2 separate regions of the Triticum aestivum genome follow, and region 1 is linked to region 2. The links are chromatin contacts, called in public HiCAR-type maps. All regions are on one chromosome and are shown on one strand. Each heading gives the region's core, a stretch centred on a gene start, on an enhancer-like site or on the middle of the called end of the contact. The rest is flanking DNA. Distances are from core to core; before and after follow the strand shown. Region 1 holds the start of LOC123068748 (probable uridine nucleosidase 2). Region 2 holds the start of LOC123068746 (2-alkenal reductase (NADP(+)-dependent)).

The links. HiCAR-type assays count read pairs that join an accessible place to other places.
Region 1: a contact with region 2 is called in a HiCAR-type map of leaf, with 7 times the contacts expected there. The contact joins the promoter of LOC123068748 here to the promoter of LOC123068746 in region 2. A contact is called at or near these places in 1 of 5 Hi-C or Micro-C datasets (leaf) and 1 of 1 datasets of contacts at active chromatin or transcription factors (leaf).

What each region holds. Positions count from the first base shown.
Region 1 is chr3B:80,884,161-80,887,457 of IWGSC CS RefSeq v2.1, reverse strand. It overlaps LOC123068748 (probable uridine nucleosidase 2), which reads right to left and starts at 1,276. Exons shown (of 7, transcript XM_044491377.1): 1 at 1,044-1,276; 2 at 829-944; 3 at 667-726; 4 at 224-514; 5 at 1-35. The coding sequence starts at 1,098.
Region 2 is chr3B:80,640,516-80,643,838 of IWGSC CS RefSeq v2.1, reverse strand. LOC123068746 (2-alkenal reductase (NADP(+)-dependent)) reads right to left here and starts at 1,759. Exons shown (of 1, transcript XM_044491375.1): 1 at 510-1,759. The coding sequence starts at 1,651. The coding sequence ends at 587.

The DNA.
Region 1 (3,297 bases), core at 27-2,526, 240 kb before region 2:
AAAACTATATCAGCCGCATCAGGATCGCCAAATATCTGTTTAATGAAGATAACCAATTAACTAAGGCAGGATGATGAATTGTTGGAATTGTAGCCTGCAATTATTAAATCAATGCTCTGAAACAAGAAGCCAGTGACATAAACTGTGTTGTTCTCTGAATTCGAAGGGAAGCGTCACAGGACAACATCATCTAACAAGAATTTGATTAGAAGGGTTGGCTCACATTTGCCTCAGCTGCAGGGTTGACATTTCCATTAACTGAATATGCGCCACCCAGGATAATAATCTGCCCAATCTTCTTTGGGAAAGAAGGGTCAAGCTCGACGGCGAGCGCAAGGTTGGTGAGGGGGCCGAGGGCGACGACGGTGACCTGTCCAGGGTAGAGATTCGCCTGCTCGACAAGGAAGGCGGCGGCGGACTGTTCTACGGCCTTGCCGGCCGGCGGGGGGAAGTTCTGGTTGCCGAGGCCATCGGAACCATGGACGAAGCTGGCAATCCGTAGCTTGGTGGCTTTCTGAATTTTATTCATGGTGGAGCACACAGACATTCAGATTCAGTTAGCAAAGACTTGATCGATCGAGATGTCAGACATTTAACTGAAGAATGAGATGTCAAACAAACATACTCCTACATACATAAATACAGAATGTATTGAACTGTGGGTACCTTGATTGTTACATGGGAACCCTCCGCGACGGGGATGTCGGTCCTCCCAGCGGTCTCCAGCTGAAATCAAGCTAGAGATGGACTCGATTAGCATAAAAAAGATCCATTCATGAGAGCTGAAAGTCAAAATGCGAGGGAGGGAGTGGGGTGGGGTGGACCGACGAGGTGCAGCGCGTTGCGGGTGGCGAGGGCGGTGTAGACGTTGCCGAAGATGGTGGTGAGGCCCACCACCTCCAGCTCCGGCGACCTCAGCGCGACGAAGATGGCCATGGCGTCATCTGCGGTTCAGTTCATCCATCCCCCGCGAGTTTGCAATGCGAGATTGATTAGGATGGATGAAAAACAAGAAGAGGCATGAGAGAGGGATGGATACTGACCGATCCCTGGGTCGGTGTCGATGATGACCTTCTTCTTCTTGGTCACGGCGGCCATGGGCGTGGATCCCTGGATCGGATTCTTGGGGATCGGGGCAGCGTCGGTTGTGCAGGCGGATCGAGCGAGGTGGAGAAGAAGATATGTACACGTCTCGCTCACAAGCAGCTCAACTTGGAGAGAGAGAGAGAGAGATAGCGGCGCTGCTGACCTTTCCGGACGGTATATCCCAAAAGGAAAGGATGAGACTTGCCTGCTCCCCTTCCGTGTGCCCATCCGTGCTTCCGCATACATAGCTTGATTTGATTGAAACAAAATAAAACTCGGCCCCACCTCTTAAAATCAGGGAAGGTGATTAGATTAGAAAGAAAAAAAAAACAGCCATTGGATGAGGTGGGAGCACGGATGGGAGCATGGAAAGGAAGCAGGCAAGCCAGATCCAAAAGAAAAGGCTGTTGCAGATCCACGGGGCCCCAGCCCAGATCCCATCCATGGTTCTAATGGACAGCCTTGTCACGATCATTTCCCTGTTTTTAGAGCAGTATAAACCTTTTTTAGGAGAGGGGTACGCATCAGACATGCACAATCTAAGTAAATTTTTTCAAATGCTAACAGTCTGCCTAAACTCTTAAAAGTTTTTTTCGAGAGTACGCAAATTGTGTACCTTAGCTTTAATTACAAGAAATACAACGGGTGGCTAATCCCACATCAGGAGCCAACCCAACTCCACTCCACTCCACACACTAAGCAACTACTCGGCAAGCTGTTGGACTCCTCTCCTTCTAGCCGCTATCCACAGCCTTAGCTCTCGAGCAATAATGTCCGCGGCTCCCCACTCGTTGGCATTGTTGGAGTGCGAGAACACTCTACCGTTTCTTTGCTTCCAGAGATTCCAGCATATCAAGATGACGAGCGCATCAAATCCCTTACGGTGCGGTTTGATGATGCGTAAACTCTTAAAAGTGCGCGTGCACTAAAACGAAGACTCGAGCACACGCCGCGGTGGCCGTCCGATCCGTCGCGATCCGCGCGGTCGGGCCCAGGTATAACATGATCGGGGCGAGGGCGAGCGTTTCGTCGCGTGGTGGTGGGGTCAGGTGGAATACGGTCGAGACGGAGCGACTCGCCTAGGTGGGGCCCGCCATTATCTCCTCTCCCGCAAACAGCTCTCTCCCTCATTCGGCGGTGTGGGCGGTTCCTTCTTCCCCTTTCCCTCACCCAAATCGAAGCCTCGCTGCTGCCCAAATTCGCCGTAGTCCGCCACACATCGGTTATCTCGAGAGGCGTTCAGCATCGTGGGTGGCCGGCGGCCGGAGTTGCTCTACCCCGCGGCACGCTGGCCGCGGGGAGCGGCTCTCGCTCGTGAGCTCGGCGACCGCGCAGTGCTCGACTCGCGAGGGTGGCGGACAGTTGCGAAGTGAGGCTGGCCTCGTTTTGTGCGGTGGCGAAGGAAGGAGAATGTATGTTGACGCGATTTTAACCCCCACCCCTGCTCTCATCTCTCCATTTCTGGCGATGGGAGTTTCTCCCGTTCGTGGTATTCTGTCTAGGAGCAACTAGTGCTTCTATCGATTTGCTAGTCTATTTTATGGTCGAGGTAGGTTTTCCCCCGTAGATCACGATGTTTTCGGCAGCGGCGCTGGTTAGATTAGGTACTGGGCATGAAATCTCCCCCTTAATCTCCATATCCGTCCATGTTTGTTAATGTGAGCGTCGGGTTCGTGTGATTTTGTGGTCGAACTAGTTTGAGGGTTCATGTCCTCCGTCAACCCTCACTTCACCCCGTGCAGATGCTGTTTCAGCGTTTTTTGCTGGTGATTTTTTTTGTAGCGGGCAAGTTTATCACCACCACCAGGCAAGTCATGACACGGGGTGTTAGTAGGGTTCCTCGTGAGTGGGTAAGTTCATGTGAACCATCAGGCAATTTTATGGCACACGGGTGTTTTGTTAGTGTTTCCTGGGACCAGGCAAGTTAATGCCATTTTCAGGCAATTTATGTGCACACGGTTGTTTTATTTTTTGTGTTTTACTGGTCCGGGGCAAGTTCACGTCAACAGTCAGGCAACTTATGGCAATGGTTATTTTTGTGTTCGATAGGAGTGTCATGAAATCTTCCAACGAGATTCAGATAAAATGTTTAAAGCAAGGTGAGAAGTAAACTAGGATCAATTGTTTGTAGGTTGATGCTTGGCCGAGTTGGATTGCCAAAAATTTCACGTTCAATGAACGGAAAAAGGGAGCTACTCCTCCTATGCCATT
Region 2 (3,323 bases), core at 510-3,009:
GCAAGTGCAAAGTCAAAAAGCCAGATCAAATATAATAAAAATTACATCTAGATTTCAGGACCACCGGAGACTACTCAAACCCTTAAATGGGTTTGAAACACCATACACCGAATTTCGCCACACAACGAGAAACCCTAACGACCCAAACAAAACGGCAGAAAATTTCGACAAAGCTCCATCGACTACATCTAGAGGATGAAACTCGTGAAGAATCGGAGTGCATAAGACAAGAAAAAAACAAAAACTGCCGCTCATCGCACATGCAAGGACTAAAAAAAAACAATATAACTCCCCTTTTAATTGTAAAGAATTTGTTTTTCGTCTACATTCCACCACGAAGATGCGCGACAGCGATGCTCGCTCTAGCTAGCTATTCTTATTCCAATAGATCTCTGATTTTTGGGAGAGCTCAATCGCTATTTTGTTTCTCAATTGTATATAAACGATATGTCAATTATGTGACAATAATAAACAGTCTTATATTCCTCTGAAAAAAGATGCGATTGCGATTGCGATGGGAATAGATTTTGTTTTATTCTTGATGGTTGACGCGCGGTTGATCTGCTACTACAGTACAGTGTGTGAGTCACTCGGGTGCGGTGAGCCTGACGACCTGCTTGCCGACGTTGCGGCCGTGGTAGAGGCCGATGAGCGCTGCGGGCGCGGCGTCGAGCCCGTCGGCGACGTCCTCCACGTAGACGACCCTGCCCTCCTTGATGTGCGGGAGCACCCACGCCATGTACTCGGGGTAGAGGTGCTTGTGGTCGGGCTCGATGAAGCCCTGCATGCGGATGCGCTTGGAGACGAGGGAGGTGAGGTTGCGCACGCCGACGTCGGCCTCCTTCTCGCCGGCGGTGAGGTTGTACTGCGAGATGAGGCCGCAGACGGCGATGCGGCCGTGCACCTTCATGTTGAGCAGCACGGCCTCGAGCATCTTGCCGCCGACGTTCTCGAAGTAGACGTCGATGCCGTCGGGGAAGCGCTTCTTGAGCGCGCCGGCGAGGTCGCCGCCCTCCTCCTTGTAGTTGAAGGCGTCGTGGAAGCCGAACTTGTTGATGAGCAGGTCCACCTTCTCCTTGGACCCGGCGCTGCCGACGACGTGGCAGCCCAGGAGCCTGGCGAACTGGCCCACCAGCTGCCCGACGGCGCCGGAGGCTGCGGAGACGTACACCGTCTCCCCCGCCTTGGGGGAGCAGATGTGGTGGAAGCCGACGTAGGCCGTGAGCCCCGGCATGCCCAGGATGCCCGTGTAGTAGGACAGCGGCACGCCGTCGTCGGGCTGGATCTTGGTGAGTATAGCCGTGAATGGCGGCTTGATGATGCTGTAGTCCTCCCAGCCTGTCATGCCCCAGACGAGGTCGCCGGCGGCGAGCCCGGGCCGCGAGGAGCGGACCACCTCGGACACGCCGTAGCCGGTGATGGCGGCGCCCGGGACGAAGGCGGCGGTGTAGGACTGGTGCAGCGGGCGGGACATCTTGGGGCGCATGTAGGGGTCGCAGGAGAGGTACAGGTTCTTGACCAGCACCGACCCCTCCTCCGCGGCCGCGGCCTCGTCGACGGCCGCGGCGGGGAGCACTTCCATGTGCGCCTCCGTGGGGTAGCCCTCCACGTAGTCCTTGAGGATCACCCGCCGGCTCTTGAGCTCCGCCATCGCCGCCGTGGGTGGACTGCAAGACTACGATCTGGAGCGAATAGAGGCTTGCTTTGGATATTATTTTATTTTGCTTGGAGTGGATATATTAATATGATGCCTGCCGGGGATGATGGATGGGATGGATGGATGGCGAGGGCGATGATGGCGCGTGGTGGTCCAGCTCCAGGGCGCTGCGGTGGGCGGTGCTGGTCCGCCCATTTGTTCCGGTCGGTCCGTCGCTTCCCCACGGGCGTCACGTGCCAATAATTGAAGCTGCACTCTGCATGGTATTTACAGATATTTTAACAGTTCCTTTTCCCGTTCGCGTGCCAATAAATTTGGCTGGCCTGCAGCGCACGACGCATATAGAAAGATCGACTTCCAGCCTCTCGTTGCTGCGAGATCGGCGACAGTGACCTCACCACCACCATCTTACCCGAGGGCGACGCGGCAGTGTCGATAGATAATTGAAGCGGCAGGCGGCCGCGGCCCAGAGTGAAATTGCGTATTGGTTTTTGCGTCAAAGTGTCTGATTGGCACAACACGCACATGCTAAAGTGACTAATCCCTCCAAAGCACACACACCCTACCCAACTACCGGTTCCTTTGCCAGATCCGCCCCCGGTTCGCCCCCTGCTAGGGCGGCTCGGGTGAAAACCCCCGCCGCCGGGCACATCCATACGCATCCTCCCTCCGCTGCTGCGGGAGGATGTCGCTAGGCGAAGCCCCGGGCGGCTGATGGCGGCGGCGGAGGCCCTCTTCCTTCCCGCCGTCGGATCGGGCGTCGGGGCGTTTCCTCCTCGATCTACGTCGTAGCGCCGCGGTTGTTCGCTTCTGGTGACAATGCAAGGTGGCGGCGTGGTGCTGGGTGGAGGCGGCGGAGCTGCTGGGCTTCGCGGAAGATTTGGTGGCGTCGGGCGCTCGGTGGGCTCGCAGGGTCATGGCGGCCTTGATCGCGGTGGCCGGCGGCTCGGCTTGTCGGCGGCGACGGAACATGACCGGTGGCAGCAGCGATGTTCTGTCTGGATCCCGGGCGGCGGTCCTGGAAGGTGGCGGCGGGTGAAGCTCGGGCTTTCCACGGTGGCATGGCGTGGTGCAGTCCCTGTCCAAGGCGAATCTGCATCGGCGATTTAGTGGTTTTTGCTAGGGATTGGTTCAGATCAGAGACGGTGACGAGTGCGCGGGATCCATCTCGGCGGCTCTTGCAGTTTGGCGAGGTGGGGCGGGAGCCCTCCTCCCAAGCTCCAGTGGTGGCACACTCAGGCAGTGGCCGGTGCGCCAGGGCTCCTACGGTGGCACTGCCGTTGCGGTTGGTCGCTGGATCTAGGCGGCTAGATCTGGGACTTTGAAGGCGGTCAAGACAGTGCACAGGTTGTCGGGTGGATTTCTTGGGACGGATCCGGGTGAAAACCCGGTCTTCAGTCGGTCGCCGGAGCCGGTGATGACGATGCCCTTATCATCATTACCTTCATGAAGACATCATCGAGGTGAAGCTCCCAACCCCATCCAATACCTCTGGGGGAAACCCTAGATCAGTTGATCAGATGACGGCCGCAATCATGTGTCGTTACCCCCTTGGGGGCGGCATTCTTGGAGGTACACTCTGGCTCAAGGGACCAGCGAATGGCTTCTTCAGTGGAGCGGTGTTTCTTTCTACATATTCATGGTGCGGTTCTCGGCGGCGTAGAGC